2 separate regions of the Gossypium hirsutum genome follow, and region 1 is linked to region 2. Evidence: chromatin contacts called from public Hi-C data. All regions are on one chromosome and are shown on one strand. Each heading gives the region's core, a stretch centred on a gene start, on an enhancer-like site or on the middle of the called end of the contact. The rest is flanking DNA. Distances are from core to core; before and after follow the strand shown. Region 1 holds the start of LOC107903819 (calcium-dependent protein kinase 24). Region 2 holds the start of LOC107903891.

The links. A called contact is a pair of places that touch in the nucleus more often than the background predicts.
Region 1: a Hi-C map of leaf shows a contact between it and region 2, with 2.7 times the contacts expected there. The contact joins the promoter of LOC107903819 here to the promoter of LOC107903891 in region 2. A contact is called at or near these places in 5 of 34 Hi-C or Micro-C datasets (callus, hypocotyl and leaf).

The regions. Positions count from the first base shown.
Region 1 is chrD05:51,487,139-51,494,124 of Gossypium_hirsutum_v2.1, forward strand. LOC107903819 (calcium-dependent protein kinase 24) reads right to left here and starts at 2,182. Exons shown (of 8, transcript XM_016829989.2): 1 at 1,416-2,182; 2 at 1,215-1,338; 3 at 933-1,076; 4 at 707-859; 5 at 515-630; 6 at 268-435; 7 at 1-175. The coding sequence starts at 1,949. It overlaps LOC107903820 (ATPase family AAA domain-containing protein At1g05910), which reads right to left. Exons shown (of 11, transcript XM_041092619.1): 9 at 6,751-6,816; 10 at 6,410-6,656; 11 at 5,047-5,529. The coding sequence ends at 5,147.
Region 2 is chrD05:50,969,202-50,976,968 of Gossypium_hirsutum_v2.1, forward strand. It overlaps LOC107903891, which reads left to right and starts at 2,476. Exons shown (of 11, transcript XM_016830072.2): 1 at 2,476-2,857; 2 at 4,712-5,091; 3 at 5,325-5,483; 4 at 5,846-5,933; 5 at 6,033-6,130; 6 at 6,390-6,482; 7 at 6,564-6,707; 8 at 7,274-7,381. The coding sequence starts at 4,738.

The sequences.
Region 1 (6,986 bases), core at 932-3,431, 520 kb after region 2:
GGTTGTCATGGAGCAAAGCTTGTTCCAGTTCTTCAAATTCGATGTAACCACTTTGGTTCTTGTCGAACACATTAAATGCTTCATGCAAATGCTCGTCGTTGCCGATCCTTTGCAGGTGAACCGCCATTATTATAAACTCATCACAGCTCAGTGTTCCATTTCCATCCATGTCCGCCTACGTACACCATTTTCATGTAAATAATATTCCAATATTATTATTATTATTATTATTATTATTATTATTATTATTATTAAAAAAGAACTTACTGCCTGCATCAACATTTGAACCTCAGGATGATAAACAGAATGTCCAAGCTTTTGAAGTCCATCTTTAAGCTCCTCCAACGATAATTGTCCATCTTCATCATTGTCCATCATATGGAACATCTCTGTAATTGAATCGATTTGTTCATTCGGCAAGTTGTCTGCTACCACCTGCAAGTTTTTACCTCTAAACACAATTTTTGCATCAAGAGAGCAGCATATTAAAACATAGAGGTAGGGAGGGTCTTACCCTAAGAACTTCCTTCTTGAACTTATTCATCAACGAGAATTGCTTAATCCTTGTACACACGTTTTCTCCAAGATCAACATTTCGACCATTTTCCAAGTTTTGAATCCATGGATGTTCTTCATATAACAAAACATGCCCATTTTACATTTTTATTTACACATAATTAAATGGATGTAACATAAGACAACGTACCGAGAACCTGGTGAACGGCCATCCGGGATTGAGGATTGGGATCAAGCATTCTCTTAACAATATCCTTTGCTTCTGTAGAAACTTTAGGCCAAGGATCCCTTCCAAAGTCTATCTTTCCTCTTATTATTGCTTGCGCTATGCCTTCCTCAGTGTCTGCAATTCCCTTTCAAACTCTTAGCAACAATACCATGTCAAATACAGTATCCTAGAATTAAAATTTACCAACCAGCCCAGAAGGGAGGAACTCCACAAAGCATGATATAGAGGATAACACCAGCACTCCAAATATCAACTTCTTTCCCATAGTTTCTTCTTAAAACCTCGGGAGCCATATAATAAGGACTCCCAACAATGTCACTGAATAGCTGACCTGCCAATTCCATTCATTTTCTTAATTTTGTTAAAAGGGGAAAATTACTCATAGATGGTGAAAGGTCAACAATAGAACAACCCCCAAGATACAGGGGGCATTCATGAAATTATCCCTTTTAGGTTCACATAAGCTCACCGGGTTTATAGAATGTGGATAGGCCAAAGTCAATTGCTTTAATTGGGGCAGTTTCACCTCCATCTGCTAACAAGAAATTCTCTGGTTTCAAATCCCTATGTATGACTCCATGGTCATGGCAGACCTGCATATATTATAAATTAATTTCATGTTTCTAAGATAATTTCCTATTTTTCATGAAATTATATATTCAACCATTACCTTTATAATCTCCAAAATGGTTTTTACAACTTTAGCGGCGGCTCGTTCCGTATAATGACCTTTAGCGACGATTCTATCAAAAAGTTCACCGCCATGGCAAAGCTCCATTACAAGATAAACAGCTTCTTTATCTTCAAAAGCTTCCCTAAAGGCCACAATATTTGGGTGCTTAGGCAAATGTTTCATGATCTCAACTTCTCTCCGAACGTCTTCCACGTCGATCTCAGTCCGCAGCTTGGCTTTGGATATCTTCTTGCAAGCGTACGCTTCGCCCGTTCTTATGTCGAAACATTCGTTGGTGATCCCAAACTCGCCTCTGCCCAACTCTTTTCCCATCTTGTACCTTCCCAAGATGTTGTATCCCGATGATTCCTTCAAAACCCTAGTGCGTAGGTTTATACATTTCCCCGTATTACCATCCTGACAAAAACGTGCAGCTTTTGCTTTCGCCTTCCCTTTCGCTTTGTATCTATACTCGCATCTCTTTGATATTATACCTACTAGCTTTCTTGGTGCCGATATGCAACTTCCCATTGGACGAAGACGGCGGCTGCGGTGATGGCGGCGACGACGGCAATGAGAACCGTGGCAATCGATTTTGTTATGTTTGGTTTGGTTTCATCTTGGAATCATAAACATCCCGGGAAAGAAATATAATTTTTTTTTAAATATTTTAGAAGGAAAATTGTAAACCCTAACAAATTGCACAGAAAAAAAAACCCACTAAATTTGGGTTTTTTTTGTAAAAAAGATGAAAATGATTAGCATTATTATGATTAGAGAAGTTGAAAGAAATTGAGAAGAAAGTTGATGGTTTTTGTTAGATTTGTCCCCGACATTTTCTTAGGACAGTTTAAAATATCGTGGATTATGGTTTTCAATACATCCAAATTTTGGAATTCTTTTCTTTTTTTAGATGTTAGTCTCTACTACTTGTAGCATGCATCTCAATCTTCTACATATCCACTCCTTATATATCTATCTCCATCTCAAATCTTTTTTGTTTTTGTCCTCACATTATATCATTCTTATCGTAATTTTCTGATTTAAGGGTAACAGAAGTAATTATTGTATACAAAAAATTAGAAGTAACAGAATTTAATGTTTTTAAGCTTCCAATGAGTTGCTATCTATACTATTAAATCTTTAATTACCCTTAACTCAATTGAATAATGACTCAAATATCATTCTCTTATAAAGTAATTTATATTATTTCGAGAATACTTTTATCTTTTTATATAAAAAATAAGAATACACCCACATAATGGATTGGAACTTAAGACACTATAATTTTTAATAATATTACCTTTTTAACTAAAATCTTATTTATTTTTTTATATCAATTTTTATAAATATATTTATTTTTACACTCGTATCATGAATGTGTGATTTGTATTGCTAACTTTCATTTAATTTTGGTCGGGTAAATGTATATTAATTTAGTTTGTTCTGACTTCAATAATGAATTTGTTTTCTAAAGGTTGTTTTTTATTTAAAATAAATTCTAAAAATATTTTTAAAAAATTATAAAAATGCATGAGTTTATTTTTTAAAAAAAGTAATATTATTTTTTTAAAATTATAAAAATAAAAATTACTAAAAGAACATTCAGAATGAATTCGGATAAACAGTTGTCCAAATTCAAATGATTTCAGACAACATTATGTTCAGGTTGATTATGCATACAAAATATATAAAAAAAATTCCTATTTTTAATTCTTTAAAATTTTCAAGAAATTTTTTATTAATTTTATGACATGTGTTAACATTCTATTGGCTTCCAACTTAAAATCTAATGGTATTTAAAGGTGAATCTAGGGGACTGGTAGGGGCCAGATCGTACATGGACAGTAGTTGGAGTCGGCGGCTCCCCTAGGTTCCCCCATCTGGGATCCCTGGGGAAGAGGATCAAGTTGGCCCTTGCGAACAGCTTGATGCACTATCTCTCTTCAACCCTTTGAGCAAAATGCGGCAAAATGAAGGAAAATCCATGGACCAACCTTATCGTCTCTACCCCGTAGGAACTACGAGATCACCCCAAGGACGCCTTCGGTATCTAGGGGTCACGGACCGACCATAGAACCCTGTTCAATAAGTGGAATGCATTAGTTGTCCGCTCTCAGGTTGGGCAGTAAGGGTTTGAGAAGGGCAATCACTCATTCTTAAAACCAGCATTCTTAAGACCAAAGAGTCAGAGGGGGGAAAGCTCTCTGTCATTCCTGGTTTTCCTGTAGTAGGATCCTCCGGAACCACAAGAATTAAGATTTTTAAAATTTAAATTAGTAAAGGTAAAATTGCACGTTGACCCCCTATAAAATGATAAAAAATTGATTTAATTCTTTAAATATTATAAAGATATAAGTTATTAAAATTATGAAATTGCATTTTTACTATCGTAAAAATTACAATTTAATTTCGACCCTCCCTAAAAAAATTCTTGGCTTCACCCATACGGTATTAGTCTGGTACCAATAAAAAGTACAAACTTGACTCACAATTTTTAAGTTTATGTACCAGATCCAAAAAAAAAAAAGAAAGATAGATAACAAGTAGGTACAAACTGCTGAATTTAAGTAGCTTCGTATATATTAAGCTAAAATTATATATATGTTCTGTGGCTTTTTAAAAAATCTGAGATTAATACTATAATTTTATTTCTTACTCAGATTTAGCCCTGATATACATCCCTTACTTATGTTCATCTAATCCAAAAGTTAAGTTATTTTCAGGTGATTTGGTTTATTTTGCAGCAGAGATCAGTTTATTGATCAACCTATCGTTTATTATCGATTTATTTTACTAGTAATGTCTAGGGTTATGAAAGAGAGGAGAGAAAAAGAAGAGAAAATAAAGAAGAATTTTGCTGCAGGTTAGTTGGCGAAATGAAGTTTCACATCAACTGCTTAAGGATTTTGTACCTTTGAAGCGCCTCCTCCAGGCTTGGTACAATGTTTCCGAGATTAGTTGTTAATAGCTAGATTAGGGACTTCAATTTTGTTTGAAATGACTATATAACATGTCACACTATCTTTTAATTATATTATTAACAATTTTAATGATTAAAATATAACAAATTGATTATATTAATAACTTTTTAAATTTTAATAATTAAAACATAATTTAATAAGTTTTTTTTTTTTTATAATGAACAAGTGGGGAAACTTCATAAATTTGTAATTCATGGCTTCCCCCTAGCTTGACCAAGCTACCAAGCCATCAGTCTCCTGATTATCCCCTCTAAAATACTCCAATGATCAAACTATGATAATAAGTGAAAAATCCTCCTTATCACAGTCGAGTTAGATCCTCCCTTTTGACTCTTCTGAATAACCTTAATAGCCTCAAGACTATCTGTCTGAATTCTCACATGATCATAGACCCGATCAATTAAAATACCTAAACCATCGAAGATGTCTCGTTCAACTTCAAACACCCCAAATATGAATGTATTCAATAATGTATATATTTTTAAGGAGAATCCATTTAAAAATTAACTTTATATCATTCTGTAATTTCTTTTATACGATTAATATTTTAACAATTTAACCATATATCGCATTATTTTGCTTAACTGCAGAGTATGATGAGGATATTCATATATATTTTATATCAGGCTTGAGGCAGAGAGAGATTGCTTCCACTGGCTAATATGATTGAAAAGAGAAAATTACGACTTGACAACAGCCTACCTATTAAAAAAAAGAAAAAACATGTGAAGAGGACATATGAGATCAGAAATTTGCCTCGTCCTCTGCAAATTGTATTAAAAACTTCAAAATTGAAGGCTTGGGATCATCTCCGACTCCTTTCTCCCTACTTTCAAAAATGCCTTTCATAATACGACTGTACAGTCTTTCAAGCTCTGGAATCCCGTAGTTTTCCGTCCACTCCACAAACAGTTGCTTTACAGTTTCTACTTGCTTAGAAAACTCGCCACCCGACATTCTAGCCTCCTTAGATCCACTCCCATCAATTACATCACACCATTCTGTACAAGTTTCTTGCTGGTTTCCATCTCCGAAACTAGACTCCAGCCTCTCACAGTTCTCATTTGCCTCTAGGGTTTGAGAAGCCAGCTTTGTTTGTATTGAATCCACGTTCCGTAATTTGTCTTCTGCAGGACAAATTAAATGACGAGTCAAGTCAAGCAATCGCAACACTTCCGATGAATAATTGAAATGAATCAACAGTGATACAAATGTGACAGATGCTGCAGAAAATCTAGGATGGTCAAAGAAACTACAATTTGATTATAATTTTCTTTACCAATGCTGATGTCCGCTTAAAAGGATGGTTTTCATTTATGTTCACTGAACAAGGGCATGCGTAAAAAATTGATATGTCCAACACGAGTATGCTCAAAAAAATTTCTTCAATACCTCCAGATGATCATACTCTTATACTCGTGTCCAAATATATACCGCATATGATAAAAGAACATAAAAGAGTCAAGGTAACATAAGTTTACACAAATCATACTCTTTTGGTTGGAGGAATTCTAAGAGTGAAAATAACATATTAAACACTTAATAGAATTAGAGAATGGAATGGGATGATGAGTTTAGATTTCTAAAATAGTGCTAGTTGCTTTCCATGATAGGATAAATCAAAACCTTCAACTTTTACAATACTCTACATTAATCAGCAAACAAAATTACCACTAAAAGAACGAAATCACCAACCAAAACAATACTAATAATATATCCTTGGCACAGCTGCTTTGAAAGCCAGTAGATGGGTACACTCCCATTCCTAACTGATTCCAAGATGTGACTTCAAAAATAATGAGAATTAAGGTTGAGTGGAACTTTTCGGAGGGAAAAGCCCCTTCAAATAAAAATGTAAGCATATGCCTACCCAGGTATCGGATGCCATCTGATTCCTAGTAATAGATTCTCGTTATGAACTAAAACCTAAAACCCACCTCATCATAACACCACATTAGAGCTGGCTAAGCTAATCTATGTATACACACATAACAGACATCAAAATACCTGAAAGGGCAGTATCAGCGTTCTTTTTTGGCCATTTCAAAGCCTCATAACTTTGAAGATTGGCCTCTGGCTGGACATTTCGAAGTCGGGCACTTGCTCGAGTGATGGTTCCTTGCTGCACTACAGGTACTGAGGGGAGACTAGACACACCTATGCCATCCGGCATATTTGCTGGACCCCCTTGGGCAGCAATTTTGTCACAATAAGCAACCAGTGAAGGGTCCATCTGAGACAGCATACCATGTACCTGAAAGTTTATTTTAAATGTTATGCAAAGAATGAAAAAGATGAGCCCCAATAATGAGAATAAAATTCAAGAGCAAATGAACGAGTAAACGTACTGAATCCCGTAGTTCATAAGCTCTACTAACAATTCTAGAACCATTATAATCATCTCCGTTATAAGCCTGCAATTCAAGAAAGCAAAGCAAATCAGGCATCGGAAAGGTGGAAAGGCAGGAACAAGAGAAGAACAAGATAACACAAATGATGTTCATTAGTCTTTTGACAAATTTTCAGACTTAGACTTTAGATTGCTAAAACATTAGTATCCATTCAGATAAAGAAGTTTTTTGGT
Region 2 (7,767 bases), core at 1,226-3,725:
ATTTTAATTTGTTAGGTTTATGTTTTCTATGTTATGTTAATATCTAATATGAGTTATATATTCAAATACATTTTAAAATAAAAAAATACAAATATGTTAAAAGCATTAATTAAAAATAAAAAAAATAATTTTTATAATAATACAATTGTGTCAATATCTAATTACAAATATTTAATTATAATATTTAAATATTTAAATATAGTTTATACATTCTAATTAAATTTAATAAATAATTAATATGAATTACTTAGAAATATTTAAAATTAATATTATATATTAAAATATTAACAATAAGTTATAATAAATTATTTTTTATATTTTTGCTAAAATGTCATAATATTAACTAATTTGAACATTATTTAAATATATATTTGTTACTTTATAATATCATGTCTAAAATGGACATTTTATTCTTTAAAAGTACTTTTTGACAGCAATACCAAACACTCAAATTTTTCAAAAGCACTTCTCAAAAGCACTTTTCTACAACACTCTCAAAAGCACTTTTCAAAAATAATGAAGAACTACCCCAAAATCTTATGATACTTGCTTCCAACTTCTTCTCCATCACCAACGATTTCAAAGTACTTGGACTGAAATCTACCAAGCCTACCCCATCATTGAATAACAACTTAAAAAATGGTTGTGGTGGGGAGTAAGCAATTTAGATAATGCCACTATTTTTTATGTTTAAGATGATTAAATTATTTTTATATGTCTTACAAATTGTATGAACACTTACAAAATTTTAAAAGATTTTAAAAACTTTTGAAATATTTTTAATAAATTTTAAATATTTTTCTACATTTTTAATATATTTTATAAAATTTTAATAATTTTATATCTATATATGTATTTTTATCGTTGTTATTGATTTTAATAATTTTTATCTTTTTTCACACATGTCACAATCACGATGTGACACATGACACAAAAAATAACTTTAGAATTTATAAAATGTAGTCAATTAATTTATAAGGGAAAACTTATGATTTTTTATAAACTTTTCTATATTTTAATAAATTTCTATAGTTTTTAGATTTTTTTTAATTTTTATTGATTTTCATCATTTTTCCATCACTTGGTAGAGTTAACTAAAATGATGGAGGACCATTAATTTTAGTGGTCAACTGCTAAAATTAATAATCAAAGAGCCTTTTTGATGGATTTTGGCAAAGCATGACTAATTGTTTTCTTTTAAAAAGTTTGAGTGCTTTTTACACACTTAAGCCATATATTTATTATATAAGTTTTTAGAGTAAACTGCATTAATAGTCATCAAACCATGATTTTTTTGTCCCTCAAATATGAAAAGTTACAAAATGGTCGTTCAACTATTCAATTTTATCTTTTTTGTGCACTTAACTATCTTAGATTTTTGGGTGATTCTATTTATATGTTATCCTGTTAGTGATGAAAAAAAAATTGAATAGTTGAGTGATCATTTTTTAACTTTTCATAGTTGAGTGACAAAAAAAGAAACATTCATGATTGGGTGACCTCTATCGTAGTTTACTTCAAAAAAATGGTCTTAGTGTCATGGGGTTAGACCTTTTGTTTCACAATTCGTTAGGCTTTAAGCGATTTCTTCGATTTAAATGCGCCTAAGTCAGCCTAACACTCACAAAGTTAGGATTATTGCAGAATTATTCCAAGGCACCGACAATATAGTGGAAGCAACTCAAAAGAACAAAATAACCACAATAAAGCAAAAGTACGCCAAGTACTTGAGTAAATGCTCTCAATTAGTATTCTCTTATTAATGAAGGATTACAAATGAATTCAATGGTTGATTACAAAAGAGGGTCCCTCTCTCTATTTATAATTTAGCTCCCCCGAATCCAATTGTACTACTAAATTTATATCGATGAACTCGATCGAAGCCTATCTAACATTTGACTATTTAATTTACAATCCACATGTTACCATTGATTAAAGACAAAATAACCCTCAAACCAGTGATGAATTTTGAGACTAAATTTTGGGAAGTTTGACTAAAATTTTAGGAGTTTAATAAGATTATTTAAAAAAAATTAAAGGTCTAATTAAAATTTTTAAAAACTTAAAAAAAATAGATGAGCTTAAATTTAAAAAAAAATTAAAAGGAATAATGTAAATTAAAATTTGAAATACAATTAAAGGGAAAAAATAAAAATTTCTAAAAATTTTGGGGAGTGATCTGGATCTACTTGACTTCTACAAATAATGGATTGGAATCCATTATTTGACTTTACTAAATTTGAATATTCCATATATAATTTTATTAAATCATATTTTAATTCGGATAGTAGAAATACTTTGGTTTAAAGAGATATTCAAAATTTAAAGCAATTATGGATACGGGTTGAGATTTTAAAGCAGTTATGTAAATAGAATTATGATACTACTGTAATCTCTATTTGGAAAAACGGATTTGGTCTCAGAATAAAATAGCAAGTTAAGGATTCATTCATCAAAACCCTTTCACAGTTTCTCTTTTGTTTACTTTGTTGATTTTTTTGATAATGCATCGGACCATTTAATCAGGCTCAAAAGTTTGTTTAAAAAATTACAAAAAACGAAACCCATTTTCAAAATGGACCAGACCTTGGCTCAGGCTCGTCCCAAATTTTTAATACTGATATTTTAATTATTTTAATGTTTAGGTATACCTCCCAGCCTCCCATCGAGTCCCCTCCCCTCCCCCTTAATCCCAAATCAGTTCCGTCGACAGCCGTCTCCATTCCGGCGGCCACTTCGTCTCCCACTTCCTCTGTCGCCGGCGCCCACCTGATTTCAGCCCCAATCCCTGTCTTCTGCTTCCTCTGTTGCTTTCTTCCACTGTTGTGGCAGGACTGAGAACTTGAACCCAACTCAGGTAAGGCTTTAAATATCATCACCAGTCCTTCCAAGTTGCCAGTATTTCTCTGATAACTACGCTTAGACTTAATTTTGGGTGCCGGGTGCAAACCTGACCGAGCATTTCACTGTTATGGGCCCATCATTTATCCCTTTGTGCTTAATTTGTATGTTATGTAAATATCAAACTAAATAGTTGTTTGCTGCAGATATATATATATTTTGTTGGTATGAACTTTGGAATTTCCAGCATGATAATGTACAGAGAAAAAGTGGGATAACAGTGTATATTCTGCTATGTGAATGACAAATTCGTTTATTATTGCTTTGAAGTTTGATAGAATCTTGAAGTTCCTTGATTTCCCAAAGTAAAATCCCTGAAAGAACAAACGAAACAGTGGTGCATTAGGGAGGATCCCACTGTAATCTCCCTTTCCCTCTCATTTTGCACTGGTTTGTTAATCTGTAAGCAATAACAATAAGAATAAGAACAATAATAACAATAATAACAATAATAACAACAAAACAATAACAAGAAGAACAAGAACAATAATAACAACAATAATAAGAATAAGAATAATAATTATAATATATTATTATTATTGGATTTTAAAATAATACCGATTTTTTATAAAAAAGAAAATTGCAAACATTAATTTATAGGATTTTAAATCGAATTCATGAAGATTTAGGGGGATTCAGATTCATGGAATAAGTTCTATTTTTATCAAAACCGGAGTAAAGATAAAAGAGAGCACTATCTTTTGTTTTCTTTTTCTTTTGTATTACACATGATTTGAGATCGCTAATCTCAGACAAGATTGTGAGAGTTACACATGATTCTTCACTCGTTAATGGAGTTTACTATGATATCTAAGATCATAAAAAACATATATACTTGCAATAGTATATTAATTGACTTTTGTTGATAGACAGGTTTTCTTTTCTCTTTAAGTTTTAATCCATATTTTAAGCTTTACATAAGAATCAGTCTTTCATATTTCTTAATGATCTGACAGTAGGCACTTGATATGCATATATTAGGGTTTAGTATATTCGTATGGCAGTATGTGTATATGTTTGGACTATCTCCCAAATATATGCATCAGTATATTTAATGAGCATGTAAGTATAATTTAATTGTTAATTGAGTTGTTGATCCGATGAAAGCAATTTTTTATTTATTTTAATTTTATTAAAACATTTTTTAATTATCTTTTATTAACTTAGGATGGAGACGAAAAGTGCTGGTGAGATATCTAAATGGAAATTCATAATTACAAAAAGTCTGTTTGATTGTTGAGAAATTCTGGGAAATGAATAGGAAAAATCAAGATTGACCCTTAGGATTTCTAGCCTAGATTTCTTTTCTCCCTTTTTGGGGTTCTTTGTTTTCTTTGGGACTGTAGGATTTAATGACCTAGGGTTTGTATAATTTTCCGAAGCGAAAAGCACAAATAGAAAATGAAGTTACTAAAATCAATTTGAACTTGTTTGAATTAGTTGTCCTTTGGGCTTATCAAAGAAATTAAAATTTGGGTTCTTCCTGCTTTCTACATGTTTCCTTATCGATTGACTTATTCCTTTTCAAATTGAGATTTTGGTTACTTTGATGTTTCATTTTGTACTAATAAGAAAAGTAAAGCATTCAGCATTCTTTGCTAATGATTTTGGTCTGGTTGTGGCATTGTTTTTGTTAAGTTTGTTTAGTTAGGGTTTAGGATTGTATGATAGGAAATTTTTGCCCTAACCTTTATACTATTTAACAAATATGTTATATGAGTGTTGGACACGGATATTCGTTCAACACAGATATTCGGTATATCAGTTATTTAGTTGGAAACTTATATTTGTTTTAACTCTATAAATTTAGGAACTGTGGAGCAATTTTACTCTCTGATGAACTGCCTGCCACACATGCATGCTTATGGTTCAGCTTTATTTAGAAAGACTGGTAATTTCATTTCAACTTCTTTGAACCAATGCCATGTTCCCTTATGGAAAAGAAATTTTGAGCACGCGAGTGTTAAGACTGTGGATCTAGAGTTCTTGTTGACAAGATTTCGCACTCAGTGTTACTCTTCCCGGAAAAGTAGTAGTAGTACCAAAAAAACATCCGGGACTAAAAAAGTTGATCCTGAACAACCACAGGTGATGGAAAACGAGAAAGATGCATTCTTTGTAGTGAGAAAGGGAGATGTTGTTGGTGTTTTCAAGAGCTTTGCTGATTGTCAGACCCAAGTTGGATCCTCGGTAATTCTTCTTCCTTTTTTTAATGTCGCCTAAAGTTGATTTACTTTTAGGCTGATTGTTGTGCTATACTTTGTTATTCCATATTGCAATATTGATAGTTATGTGCTTTTTAGATTTCAATGAAATGACATAATTGTAATGCAAATAACATAGTAATCTTTCAAATTTAGATACTGTGTTTCTTCTTTTCGTTGTTCTGTTAACTTTGACATGTTATTATTCTTTTGGAGTAGATATGTGATCCTCCAGTCAGTGTCTACAAAGGCTACGCTTTAACAAAGGAAACTGAAATATATCTTTCTTCCTATGGGCTTAAGAATGCTCGCTACACTATTAGAGCTGCAGATGTGAAAGAGGATATTTTTGGAGCGCTCATGCCCTGCCCTTTTCAGGTGAGACCTTGAGCATAAACCTTATGCATACTGCAAATTTGCTGTTTGTTTGATCAAGTCTATCGGAAAAAAAGAAAAGATTTTGATGTTGTCTTCCTTTTTTTCTGCATCTGCACCCATGTCTCTGTTTTGCTTGAATGTGTTCCTGTGACAGCAATTGCACCTAAAACTTGCATCTCCCAATTAATGTGATCTGCTTGGAGGTTTTGAGGCCATCGATGATCAATCTATTTGTTCTTTGATTAGTTTCTTTCTTTCACATGTTAACTGTATCACAAAAGCTGTTTTATACCATCTAGAGAAGGTGAAGACATTGACTTTTATAGATTTGAAGGCTAATGTTTCTATTTATTATGTTTCAGGAGCCAGCTTCTTCTAAAGGTGAAACATCTCATTATGATGCAACCAAAAAGAGACCACAGGATATGCTTCAGTTAGAGTATGGGGTAGGTTAGTAGTTTTAATGTTCCCTGAGCACATCATTATTAATATTAAACAAGTTTGGGTGTGACATTATTTTTCAGTGTTTTACCTTTAACCGTTTGTAAGGACTGGGATCACTTGGTTCAATAGCCGTAGCTGATCTTGCGAGAAAGCATGTCAAGTTGGATCCATATGCTGAAGCTCAAATAACATCCTCTGGTCATGTAAGTAGATTTGGTAGTGACAGTTGATTATGTTGGTGAATATTGACATTAATTTCATTCACAGAATTGAACAGATAGTCTTGAAGGACATTGTTTTTTTTATCATTTTATTCAAGATGATTGAATATAGTTCCTCAAACAACATAAGAGTGTTTCTTGTGAGAGAGAGAAAGGTGTCTGAATTAATTTAACAAGATTAAGTGATGCTTTTTTGCTCCGAAAATAGGCTTTGATGCCCATACTTGTGTCTTTATGGCAGCAATCTTGTACTCTTGAGTTTGATGGTGCATCAAAAGGAAATCCTGGACCTGCTGGTGCAGCAGCTGTATTGAAAACTGATGCTGGAAATGTGGTATGCAATTAACCATTTAAAAATTAGACCTTTTCCACACATAAATCTTTCCATGATGCTGGAAACCTTGAGTTTGAACAGATCTGCAAATTGCGCGAGGGTTTGGGCATAGCAACCAATAATGCTGCTGAATATCGCGCCCTAATTTTAGGGTTGAAACATGCTCTTAGAAAAGGTTATACGAACATTCATGTCCGAGGTGACTCGAAACTCGTTTGTATGCAGGTAATCCAACTTTCTATCTGTTTATTGTTGCTTTGTTGATGTTATTTTTCTCAGAAAGAAAAATCTGGATGATAATGCTGAAACTAGGTTAATGCTTCAGAGTTTTAGCCTTCGGGCAATTTGTCTCCTTAGCAACTTGGTTCTGCATGGAAGCACTGTCCCTTCTCTCTTTTTCCTAAAAATTTTCCAAACAAGAAAGTTTTATAATTTTCCTTCTTAACTTGGTTCTAAAAGGGATGAGTATTTAATATGATTAATGGAGTTTCCTATTAGAACGCACACCTATTCTCTACCTCTGTCATGCTTCCTAAACCCAATCTTTTGCCCCCAAAATAAGAAAATTTTTCTTCTCTTTTGGCTGGCCTGTCACCTGGGACAAACTAAACTGTCTCTGGACAAACTATAGCTCAACTGTTGCTATTCCCGGGCTTCAATAAGGGCCTAAATCTTGGTTGACCAAAATAATAATAGTGCCTAAATCTCGGAGCTGTGTTGTTTATTTTCATTTTATTGAAGTATTATCATTTCAAGTGAAGGAGCTTAGCTTCTGTTTTGTTGTTGAACAGCTGCAGGGTTTATGGAAAGTCAAACATGAGCACATGTCTGAGTTGTGTGAGCAAGCAATGAAACTGAAGGATAAGTTTCTTTCATTTCAGATCAATCACGTTTTAAGGGTATGACCAATTTTTATACTTGTTAGCAAAGTAATGGGCAAAATTTCTTTTTCTTATGACTACTATGGCCTCTTTGTTGTGTCATCATTGTTAGGTCTTTATGATGTTATTTTTAAAGTTTGGATCATTGCTTGCATCTACAATTTTCTTTTTACTTATATTTAAGCTCTTTTATATGGAGTGCATGCTTTGGCTATTGTACCAGCTTTTTAGCTTGGAATCTGTAGAATATAAATTGATGGCTGATGTTTTTTTTAATGCCATTTGTATTTCTCTTGGATAACGCATAATAAAAAATGAGACCTTGTAAATAATTTGCAGTGTTAAAACATCAATTTTGATCAGTCTTACCAATAATTCTCAAGTCTCAAATCTAAACAACCTTA